Regions from separate parts of the Mus musculus genome. Here all the other regions are linked to region 2. The links are chromatin contacts, called in public capture Hi-C and promoter capture Hi-C maps. All regions are on one chromosome and are shown on one strand. The core of a region is the stretch at or near the end of the contact, and the rest is flanking DNA. Distances in the headings are between cores, read along the strand shown. Region 1 holds the start of Psmd6 (proteasome (prosome, macropain) 26S subunit, non-ATPase, 6). Region 2 holds the start of Cadps (Ca2+-dependent secretion activator). Region 3 holds the start of Atxn7 (ataxin 7).

Evidence for each region. Promoter capture Hi-C pulls out the DNA fragments that hold promoters and counts their contacts. Capture Hi-C pulls out chosen DNA fragments and counts their contacts.
Region 1: a contact with region 2 is called in a promoter capture Hi-C map of second pharyngeal arch cranial neural crest. The contact joins the promoter of Psmd6 here to the promoter of Cadps in region 2. A contact is called at or near these places in 3 of 39 promoter capture datasets (frontonasal cranial neural crest, second pharyngeal arch cranial neural crest and stem cell-derived epiblast-like cells) and 1 of 115 datasets of contacts at active chromatin or transcription factors (astrocytes).
Region 3: a capture Hi-C map of embryonic stem cells shows a contact between it and region 2, with 5 times the contacts expected there. The contact joins the promoter of Atxn7 here to the promoter of Cadps in region 2. A contact is called at or near these places in 1 of 39 promoter capture datasets (cranial neural crest), 2 of 115 datasets of contacts at active chromatin or transcription factors (astrocytes and embryonic stem cells) and 1 of 9 other capture datasets (embryonic stem cells).

Annotation. Positions count from the first base shown.
Region 1 is chr14:14,118,870-14,122,708 of GRCm38.p6, reverse strand. Psmd6 (proteasome (prosome, macropain) 26S subunit, non-ATPase, 6) reads left to right here and starts at 1,764. Exons shown (of 8, transcript NM_025550.3): 1 at 1,764-1,970; 2 at 2,517-2,722. The coding sequence starts at 1,826.
Region 2 is chr14:12,820,675-12,824,376 of GRCm38.p6, reverse strand. Cadps (Ca2+-dependent secretion activator) reads left to right here and starts at 1,298. Exons shown (of 31, transcript NM_001042617.1): 1 at 1,298-2,073. The coding sequence starts at 1,639.
Region 3 is chr14:14,010,258-14,014,214 of GRCm38.p6, reverse strand. It overlaps Atxn7 (ataxin 7), which reads right to left and starts at 1,724. Exons shown (of 12, transcript NM_139227.4): 1 at 1,465-1,724; 2 at 846-1,142; 3 at 560-628. The coding sequence starts at 1,131.

The DNA.
Region 1 (3,839 bases), core at 515-3,014, 1.3 Mb before region 2:
TGGTGGGAGGACTGGAGGAGCAGAGGGGGATTGCAACCCCATAGAAAGAACAACTGGATCACCCAGTGCTCCCAGGGACTAGACTACAAACCAAGGCGTGTACAGGACACTATACACTGGATCAGTGGGTAGGAGAGGGTAGGTGGGGTTGGAAGAGCACCCTCATAGAGGCAAAGGGGAAGGAAAAGAGGGCAGATATGGGATGGGGGATGGGGCTTGTGGAAGGGTTACTCGGAAGTGAGATATCATTTGAGATGTAAATGAATGGGATGATTAATAAATAAATAAACCCATTTTTTGTTTACAAGTGAATTATGGACACTAGTGTATTCGTATTTCATGCATAGTATGAACCCAGTCTTGAAATATCTCTATACTGGGCTTGATTTAAAGCTCTAGTTCCTCTTGCCCTAAACCCATTCATGAATGTCTTAGGATGCTTCCTACAGAATCTTTCTTGAAAGGATTGATGATCAGTTTCCATACAAAGTTATAACATTCTGATAACATAAAATAGCACCAATTCTAGCACATCCTTGTGTTGTACTGTTCCAAAAGTCAGACATATGGTAACCATCACATAGAGTGTGATACCTGGATCCACACATCCTTCATGGGACATCATATTTCAGAACCCAGAAGAATTTTGGGCCAGCATAAAAGATCCACTGCAGTAGAAGTTGAGCTTGTGTTCAAAGGTAAACTTCTAGTAGGAATTCAACAACTGAGATGCAAATCCTGGCTTTAAGTCTCTGTGGTAAGATAAGTCTCTGTGTTGAGATTCTCTCGGGGTAGCAGATTACAGTCATCACAATTGCAGGGCCTAACAAAAGCAAAGGACAGAAAGTCCGTGCAGTGGGTTTACTAGTTACTTTTTCTTGCTGTGATAAAACGCCATGACCAAAGCAGCTCATGAGTCTAATTTGGTTTGCACTTTCTGAGAGTCCTTAGTAGTGGCAGGGGCATAGAAACAGGCTGGAACAAGAACCTGGGAGATCACATCTTCAACCACACAGAGAGAACATAGAAAGAATTGGAAATGGGGTGAGGTCAGAAATTCTCAAACCTACCCCAGTGAGCGACTGCCTAAAGCAGGGTTTACACCTTTTTATGGTTCCTTAAGGTGTCCAAACAGCACCACCAATGGGGACCATGTGGTCAAATATTGAAACTCAGTGGGACATTTCTCATTGTGTCACACAGTAGGATTTATAGACCATTACCCATTCTGAAGACTCCTCCAACATGTGCACACAAAAATAATGTAAATCACTGAATTAATAATTGGAAACACGGGGTACTCTTTTCTTAGAATAGGGAAGAATGTGGATTTTAAATGTAAGGAAGATAGGTTCTACACAGGCCTTGTCATGTAGCTGGTGTGTAACCTTAGCTGGCCACTTTTCAAATCTCGCTATGTTCCAGTTTGTTTGTCTACAATCTGGACCAAAAGAATCTCTCCCTAGTTCAAGAGTATTGAAACAAAGATGTCCCTGGAAAACTGTTTTTATTGTTTTTCTCATCTGTGTTATATTTTAAAACTGTTGGCGGATTTCCAGATCCTATCCGTTGCAAATATTATATAAAAAGGAAGAAAAAAAGATACTCAAGAAATGAAAGTTGGGCCCAACTCTGACCTAAAGAAAAAGGGGACAGCGCCAGGTGCTCCCGCCGATGTCCAGCAGGGGACGCTGCGGGCGGCGGAGCCAGAGACGCGACCGGAAGTCAGACTGGCGGCTCTGGGGAACCTGTGACGACTCCTCCTGCTTCCGCTGGTGGCCCAGGGCTGTGCTTGGTTCTGTCAGCCGGCTCCTGTGCTGTAGCCATGCCGCTAGAAAACCTAGAAGAAGAGGGACTGCCCAAGAACCCCGACCTGCGCATCGCGCAGCTGCGGTTTCTGCTTAGCCTGCCGGAGCACCGCGGGGACGCGGCGGTGCGCGAGGAGTTGATGGCGGCCGTCCGGGAAAACAGTGAGGCCAGCGAGCGCCGAGTCAGCGGCCTAGGCGGGGCGGTCGGGGTGCCTGGCGGGCGTCTCCGGTCGAGGCTTCATGGAGACCCCTAGGGAGGCCTCCTGGACCCGAGAGGGGCTTGCTTGCCTTAGTGGGTTCTTCCCCGCCGCGAGACGTCCAGGGAAGCCTCGGGTGCTTGTCGCGGCTGGACTCCCGGCAAAGGCGCCGCGGCTTTAGTGATGCCTGTCGGTGTTTAGCTGCCGGCCAAGGGACAGTCAGGGTTCTGTCCCTAGTAGTCGAGTCGAATCGGTGTCCTTTCCCTGACATGAGGACTCCTTTGGAACAGGAGCCGACCAGAGCAAACTGAGGATTCGATTCCCTTCCCCTTGGCCTTAGTCGCGATCAGACCTGCTAAGATCGGCTCTCAAGCAGGCTCCCAGCTTCAAACCTTAGCCGTGCTACCCAGGCCCATAGTTGGGAGGCGTCTGCTAGCTGACCTTCGGTGGGGTGGGAAAAGCGAGCAGAAGCTAACAGGATACCTCATAATGCGTGATTTGTGGCTTTTAGATATGGCTCCTTATTATGAAGCCTTGTGTAAATCCCTCGACTGGCAGATGGACGTGGATCTCCTGAGTAAAATGAAGAAAGCAAACGAAGAAGAGTTGAAACGTTTGGATGAGGAGCTGGAGGATGCAGAGAAGAATCTGGGAGAAAGTGAAATTCGAGATGCAATGATGGCAAAAGCAGAGTACCTCTGTCAGATAGGTGACAAGGTCAGTGAGATGCCCTGCCCGCTCTGGGTAGGTGACAGGGTCAGTGAGATGCCCTGCCCGCTCTGGGTAGGTGACAGGGTCAGTGAGATGCCCTGCCCGCTCTGCAGATGAGAGGTGCTCCCTATTTTCTGGAGGTACAGACCAATGTTGTACATCAGTGCAAATGAGTAATATCTCACTGGATAAGAGAATCTTTCTGTTTTAACTGGAAGGATAATCATATTTACCTGTACTGAAGAGTCAGTACAGGAACAGTAGATACATGACAATGTTGCAGCACCCAATTCCCTGCTCTTAACAGAGCAAGGTGTGCGTTAGTCTTCCTTACTGTGTCATTAAAAACAAGTACACATGAGGCTAGAGAGAAGAGGCTTGGTGGTTTAAGACTGTATACTGCAGATCATCCTGGAGGAGACCTAAGTGCAGTTCCCACCACCCACATCAAGAGGTTCACAATACCAGCTCCCAGGTATCTGATCCCTCCAGCCTCCAAAGACATCTGCATTCATGCACACATACCCCCAGACACACATATACATACTTGAGAATAATAAAAATACTTCTCCAGAACAAAACAAGGGTGCAGAGGTTTTGCCCCCTCTGTTGACAACATTGGGGTCATTTTCAGTAGTAACTTAAGTGGTTGGGAAGCAAAGATTGTACATTTTAAAAGGTTTACAACTGCCAGGCAGTGGGGGCACACGCCTTTAGTCCCAGCACTTGGGAGGCAGAGGCAGGAGGACTTCTGAGTTCGAGGCCAGCCTGGTGTACAGAGTGAGTTCCAGGACAGCCAGGGCTACAGAGAAACCCTGTCTCGAATTGTTTTTTTACAGTAGGAGGCTGGAGCGATGGCTCGGGTTAAGAGTGTTGGTTGCTCTCAAAGAGGACCCGGGCTTGATTCATGATCTCCATATGAAGCTTACAGCCCACCCCACTTTAATTCCAGTTCTGGGAGATCCAATACTGTCTTCTGACCCCTGCTGGCACCTACCAGGCAAGCACCATCATGCACAGACATACATTTAGACAGTATACTCAAAGACATAAAGTAAATCTAAAAGAATTTATAGTAGTAACTTACAAAGCTCTTTGATAGTGCAGTTATGTACTTGTGTAT
Region 2 (3,702 bases), core at 49-2,548:
AATGAATTTTAAAAAGTGGGCCATTAAAAAATAAAGGCCATAAAAGCTTTATCTTTTATGTATGATAAAAACCAAATACTAGCAGTGAATATATTACTTAATTCAAAAAATGAAGAGAAATTTTTGGAGTGAAGTACAGATACATTTTGCTTTGAGTTCATTCACATATTTAATCAGGTTTACCAGAAAGCTTATAGTAAAACTCGTGGTAGATTGTAAAACACAGAACAACAGTTGTTATTTAAAATTTAAAGTCATGCTACTCATTTATAAAAAGCAGCTGATAAGGGAATTAGAAAATATGCGAGCATACAAGCTGAAGACTAGGTCTTTAACTGGTTTTCTGATGCATCTAAATTCTCTGGTTAGGTTCAGCACGCTGGCCAGCTCCCCCGTGCCTTCTGGTCCCTGTTGGCTTAAGAAAGGAAGGATTCCAGAATAAAGGCATCATCTGTATTAATAATGACATCATTTATATTAATAATGACAATTCCACAACTCAAAGTAAAGACAGTGTAACAGAGACAGTAAATTCGAAATTGCTGCTGCCGAGTTTGGGGGGTGTCTGATTTGGTGTGTGTGGTTCCTGTTCCTTCCCTCAGATCTTCATGGAGGAAGGAAGGGCTGAACAGCCAGAAACCTGGCAAGGTTCAGCAGAAAATACACGGACTTCTAGAGACTGAAAAAAGCTTCACTGACTTGGAGTTGGGGACGTTTGATTTCTACTTAAATAGCCGAACTTCATGATCCATACATTAATTCACTCTGATTTGATGCATTTGTATTTTACAGTGGTATTGATTGTTGGAATAGAGGTTTACACAGATGGAAAAAAAAAAAAAAACACACACTGCCTCCCCTTCCCACTGCTCCCTCCCAGCCACCACACCCCAGTTGAGAAGTCTGAAGGTAACATCTCACTGAATTCCTCTTTCTGTGACCTTTGGACGCCTGCAGAAAGCCTGGTTTTTGCTGGTCAGAAGCTACCATTGGCTTCTTTATTTTCCCTCCCCACCCCTGGAGGGAAAAAAAAAAACTTTTTGTCCCCGGGAGGGGAAAAGAGGACGAGGTAAAGAGAAGTGGTCTAAATAGGACAGGGGGCAAGGAAGACTGGGGGGCATGAGGGTCAAAAGTAGTGAAGCTCTTTTGGGGCGCACCGCACTTCCCCCCTCTAGGCCTTTGCAGTCGCCCTCTCCGCCGCGGACACTGGAGAGTTAAGCCAATAAACACGTAAGCGCCGCTCGCTCCCCAATCGGCAAGATGCCTCTCCTGCTCTTGGCTGCATCGACAGCTTGCAACACTCGGCATCTTTTCTGGAGGCGCCTTCTTCAGCGGCTGCAGATGGCATCCGGCTGCGGGCTCCGGGCTCGCAATTGATTCTCGCCCTTGCCCACCTCGGGTGCACACACGCACCTCTCCCTTCTCCTCCTCCCCTCGCGCTCCTGGGTCTGCGCTCAGCTCGCGCTCGCCGGGCGGAGGAAGCAGTCGCGGCGGCCGAAGCTGAGCAGCAGCGCTCGCTCTCCCTGACCTAGGAAGAAGCGCCTACCCGGACAGCCGACCCTTGGCTGCCTCCAGCGCCCCCCACCTTTTGCACCCCAAGGCGGGGGCTCCGGGGACCCCCCTCTCCCAGGCGCTACCATGCTGGACCCTTCGTCCAGCGAAGAGGAGTCAGATGAGATCCTGGAAGAGGAGAGGGGCAAGGATGTGCTGGGCTCGGCCGCGTCTGGAGCGCGCCTGTCTCCCAGCCGCACCAGCGAGGGCTCGGCAGGCAGCGCCGGGATGGGGGGCAGTGGCGCCGGGGCCGGGGTGGGCGCCGGCGGCGGTGGGGGTAGCGGCGCGAGCAGCGGCGGCGGGGCCGGGGGGCTGCAGCCCAGCAGCCGCGCCGGCGGCGGCCGGCCTTCCAGCCCTAGCCCGTCGGTGGTGAGCGAGAAGGAGAAGGAAGAGTTGGAGAGGCTGCAGAAGGAGGAGGAAGAGAGGAAGAAGAGGCTGCAGCTGTACGTGTTCGTGATGCGCTGCATCGCCTACCCCTTCAACGCCAAGCAGCCCACCGACATGGCTCGGCGGCAGCAGAAGGTAGGTGCGCCGCGAGGCCGGGGAGCGGCGCCTTATTGTCGCCCGGCAAGCGGGCGGGGCGAACAATAGGAACCCGCGGCGCAGCTGGCTAGGAGGAGCTGGGGAAGGTGAAGACCGCGCCCTGGGATTAGGGGCCCCGTCTTGCCACCGCCCAGCTTGACTCGGGAGATGTCCCTGGGATGTGACAGGGGCCTACGGCACAGGGCTGCGCGCACGGGCCTCCCTGTGGGGGGAGCCAGGCGGGAAAGTCCCGCTCGCTCTGTGACCTAAGTGGCGCGGGAAGTGACTTGCAGCTGGCAGCTCTCACAGAGGCCTTGTCTCTTTCGGAGCTCCCTGCGCTCCCGAGTGGCGGCGGCTGCGTTGCGCTCTGGCCCGCCCTCCGGGGCGTGCACTAGGCGGGCGCAGGCTCCTGGCAGGTCAGGGCGCGGGTGTGGAGCTCTAGCATCGCTGGACTCTTGGGGCAGCGGGCAGCCGCAGGGGCACGCAGGGGAGAAAAAAAAAAAAGCCAGCCCAGGAAGCGAGTTTTCCAGTGACTTAGCCAAGGGCGCCCCCTCCCAACCTGGTCAGCTGATCGCCACCTAGGGTAACCTAGGGGTCGTCCTGCAGCAGCGTTTTCCTCTTGCCAGTAGTCCCTCCAATCCTTTTCCCCTTCTTCATGGATCCCAGAGCAGGGGCGCGCCTAGTGGGTCCCTGTGCCTGGGGTTAGCACTTCTCTCATACCCTCCTTTGACCATCTTCTCCTCCCAAGGTGACTTCGCCGCCACCTTCTGGCTTCGCTGAGGCTCTCCAAGTCCTCTTGTTACTGGATTGATAAAAGTGCAGCTGCAAACAGCTTCTCAGTTATAGTCATAAAAAGCTTTTTGTGTCTGAGGCAGAGGCAAGGCCATGCTGGCTTTGAGCTACTTTTGATGGGGGGGTGGGGGGTGGGGCATTACTATCTCCAACCCGAGAAAGGACAAAAGGGAGGTGAGGTCACCAGGGGCTGAGGGCCAGTGAGGAGGATCAGCCAGAAAGGGGTCAGGAGCTCAGTGGGAGTGAGTGCACTCGGTTTAGTCTCTGGGAACAAATGAAGCATTTAAGCTTGCATGAGGTCAGTTGAACCCGGGAGTCATGGGAGGTTCTAGCTGTAGCCCATCAAGGTTGTGAGACTATTTCTTAAAATAGTAGTTTAAGAATCGTTGCTGCCATTTAAATCTAAATTTTATGTTGCTCAAGTAAGATGTTGGATCTTTCCATATTTACCTTGCATCCTTATATCGAGGTAGAACAGATTGCTCTGTTTGTTTTGCTTATATGTGTATACACACCACCCAACCCTGTCAGTTTATTTTACCTACTACTGCATGGATGCCAGTTTTATTAAGTCAAAAAGACTCATTTCCTGAGTGAGAGATAAAAGGTGGGCCATACTCACCACCCTCCACCCCCATCCCTGCAATACCCCTTTACTTTTGCTTTCCAACTGTGGTAGGGCAGAAATATTAGAGATTGTCAAATTTTGATAAAAAATTTTAGGTTAATTGTGGCTCTACATAGTCAGCTGATCTAAATTTCAGCTTGGAATTGTATTACTTGTCTTTATACTATGGTAAATTTTACCTTCAAAATCTCATCAAGGATTAAATTAGT
Region 3 (3,957 bases), core at 475-2,974, 1.2 Mb before region 2:
AAACCGGAAGAAAACAAAAAAAAAAACAAAAAACAAAAAACAAAAAACAAATAACAGCCTGGTCTACAAAGCAAGTTCCCAGACAGCCAAGGCCATTTAGTAAAACCCTATCTTTAAAAGCCAAAATAATAATTATTATTCAAAATTCACTCTCTTTGCCTTAAGAAAACCTGGTTTGGTCAAGGCTCCTGCTCTACAGCATCCCCAGAAAGGCACTACTTTCCAAAGCTTAGAACTCTTTCTTTCCCCAGAAAGGCACTACTTTCCAATGCTTAGAACTCTTTCTTTCCAGGTGTTGTCCATAACTAAAGAGATATATGTTAAACTCCCTGCCTGCTTCCTATGCCCATCACTTTGAATTGCCCTTTCCAGAAGGGATCCAGGTTGCTGCCCATTACAGAGAGCCCCTAGAAATGAGATTTCTTCCTAAATGTTCTACCCACCCTCTTCCATCCTCTTCAGCAGAGACCTCAATGTGGCAAGCAGGGAAGGTGGGCTGAAGCAACAAGAAAACTTCCCCAAGGTTGGGTACAAACTCCACCAGGGGGGCTGGACTCACCTTCCCGGCAGAGCCCCATGACTTCGCGGTTTTTCCCAAACTCCTTGAAACTTTCATCCAATTCGGTCCCTAGGAGATATACACACACAGGAGGAGGGGAGAGGCAGGTCAGTGGCTAGGAGTGTGACGCACGCTCACGCACGCTCCGGGTAGGTGTGGGCACCCAGCAGAAGATAGCATCTCTGACCCCCGTGGGGGCGGCCACAGGACACGGCGCGGGGGAGGGGATCGGGGCCAGAGGAGGGGGGCGGGGGGGCGGGGGGAACCAGGAGGCGTGGACACTCACCATCCTTCCCAGGAAGTTTGGAAGCTTCCACCCACAGATTCCACGACTGTCCCAGCATCGCTTCGGGACTGGGCAAGGGCCTGCGCTCCCCAACCGTCGCCATGGCGGCGGCCGAGGTGGTGGTGTCCCCGGTGCCGCCGTCCTCCGCCCGTGGGCGCCGCAGCGGCGGGTGCTGCCGCTGGGGCTGCAGAGGCTGTGGCTGCTGCTGCTGCTGCCGGGCGGCCGCTGCTCCGCCCGCCGCGCGGCGCGGCTCCCCCCTGACGTCATCCGCGGCCCGCTCCGACATTCTTTCCGCTCCTACAATGTAACAAAAAGGGGGAAAAGAGTGGCGCGGGGGCCGCTTTTAAGGAGGCTCCGCGGAGTTCCGGCGGCGTGCGCGGCCCGCAGGCCCGCGGTGCTGTCAGCCCCCGGCCCCTGCCGCCGCCCGCCTCCCCGCCCGGGCGCAAAGTCCGCGGCGCCACCGGCTTTCGCTTTCGCCTCCCGCGGCCCTCGTAGGGCGCCGGCTGCGGCTGCCACTGCGGCGCTGGCCGCCCTGCCGGGCCCGGCTCGGGAGGCCAGCGCCCGGAGCCGAACTGCCGCGACCTCAGGCCTGCCTGCGCCCCGGCCCGCGGCTGCCCACCCTGCGGGCGCTCGCATCCCGGCCCAGCCGGCAGCCCCGCTCCTTCCTTCCGTCCGCGCGTCCGTCCGAGCGGCGGCGCCCGGCCGGCTCCCTTAAGCGGAGGCGCCTCCTGTCGCCTCCTCCCCCTCGCCGGTCCCTCCCTCTCTGCTCGCTCCGGCGAAGTTTGCACGTCAAGCCCCCGGAGTGGAGCCAGGGCGAAGTCGGAAACGCAGCCACCTATGGAAGAGCCTGCCGGTCGGCCCCGGCGCAGTAACGAAAGCGTCGCCCAGGCCCTCCCTCCGGAGCCCCGGGCACCAGCAATTCGCTCTGGGCTCGCGGGAGGCTGCACAGTAGCTGGAGCATGAATGGGAAGCAGCCACTGTGCGGACGCCCAGAAACCAAAGCTGCCAGTGGCAGGTGTGAAAATGCCGCCCAGGTGTTAGCCCAGGCGTCCGCATCGAGCCCCTGCTGCTTGGCCAGCCAGGAACGTGCACTTGAGTGCCCACAACTGAAGGTCACACTGTGTCCTGCGAACTTGAATTTCTTCTCCAGCAAGAAGGAAGCTACAAAATCAGTGTATCACTTTAAAGTTGGGTTGTTAGTCTCTCACTATTTATGGCTGTCTTTCCTAGAATCCGATGAGACCCCCATGGCTTAAGGAATATACCAGACGTTCGTCAGATTTGGATCACAAATTAATAAGCACTAGCACATACAGTCACCCCCTCCCCGACCATCAAACAAGTAAAGCACAGGAGTGGACCACCACAGGGTGCCTTTAGTTCCTATTAAGCTGTTATCTCATTTCAGTAAAGCAGCATCTTTTTAGCCTGCTCAGAGCCTCAGGCTTACAGGTGCCTTCTGGGACTGTATGAAGAGGTGAGCTTTCTCGACTTGCTGCTATTATCTGTTGGCTTTGGGGGGGGGGGCAAATATTTAGTAAGACAGATGTGACCAACATCTCTGTTGAAGTACAAAAAACCTTTCAAATGTTAAAATGAACGCAAAAGTGCATATGAAAATGTTTCCATAATATATTAAAGCCAGGACTTGGAGAAGGGGTTTGACATAGGTGCAAGTTTAAAAGCTTGAGCTGGGTGTGGTATGCACCCAGAGTCCCCAGTGTTTGGGAGGCTGAAGCAAGTGTGCAGCATCGTAATACAGGTGAGACTGAGAAACACAGTAAGAGCTTGTCTTAAATAAATAAAGCAGAAACACAATTTCTGTGAGACACATTTAGAAATGTGTCTATAGGGTCCCCCCCCCCCACTGGATTGCACACCAAGAAATCCAAAAAGGAATCTGCTGAGTGTTTATCAAAGGACAGTTGCTTTTTGAACACTCAGGCTATACACCTACATACAGATTCAACTAACTGAAGTTTGGAATATATTTTCCTTAATTTAAAAACTGAGCCTGGCATGGTGGCACACATCTTTAATCCCAGCACTTGGGAGGCAGAGGCAGGCGGATTTCTGAGTTCAAGGCCAGCCTGGTCTACAGAGTGAGTTCCAGGACATCCAGGGCTATACAGAGAAACCCTGTCTCGAAAAACCCAAAAAATTAAATAAATAAATAAATAAATAAATAAATAAAAATAAATAAATACTGTATCCATGCAGGGCAGTTACATATTTTTTAAAATTTATCTAAATACAATGTAACAACTATTTACATAGAATCTACATTTTATGTAAGTACTGTAAGTAATCCCGAGGTGATGTGCTGTAGACTGAGAGATGGTGTATAGGTTTTGTGTCATTTTATAGAAGGGATCTGAGCATCTGTCAATTTGGGATTCTGTGGGAGTCATGGAATATCAAGAGATGACTTTTAAATTTAAGATTTTTAAATCTAAAAAATAATTTCTGTAATAATGAGCAAGGTTAGAATACATATTACCATTACTAACATAGCTTGTGTGTCTCCAATGCAGGTTTTCAAATTTTTCATTAATCTAGATTCATTGAAACATTTGCATAAATGTTTCCCAAGATGTAATATATATGACTTATTTATTAGTTTGGATTTTGTAATTCTACATTTGTGATAAATTAAAATATGAATTCTACTGGTCCTTGGAATTGCTAACTTAATGTAGAGCTTAGATAGAAGCACTATCGATGAGATACCAAGACCATAGCTATTGGATACTCAAAACAAAAGCACTTAGGTACCACACTTGGGAGATTGTATCCTGAGTACAAACATTCTGATTGCTGGACAGATAGGTTGAGAAAGAAAGAAAAGTGAGAATAGAGAACATGAAGCTTGACCTCACTTCCTAAAGATACTGCTTTCACAATTCATTGCTTGATCCTTCTGCCTTCACAACACTAATGGAACTTCTAACCAATAAAGATCAATATGGCAATTTGATTTCTGCTTGATAATTCTTTCATTTTCAAAGTTTTTTATCTCGTATACTAAGAACAGGTCTTAAAATTATAAATACAAGATCTCAGCATCACGATAGTTACTAAAACACATCAATAATACCTATTGAGCACCAAG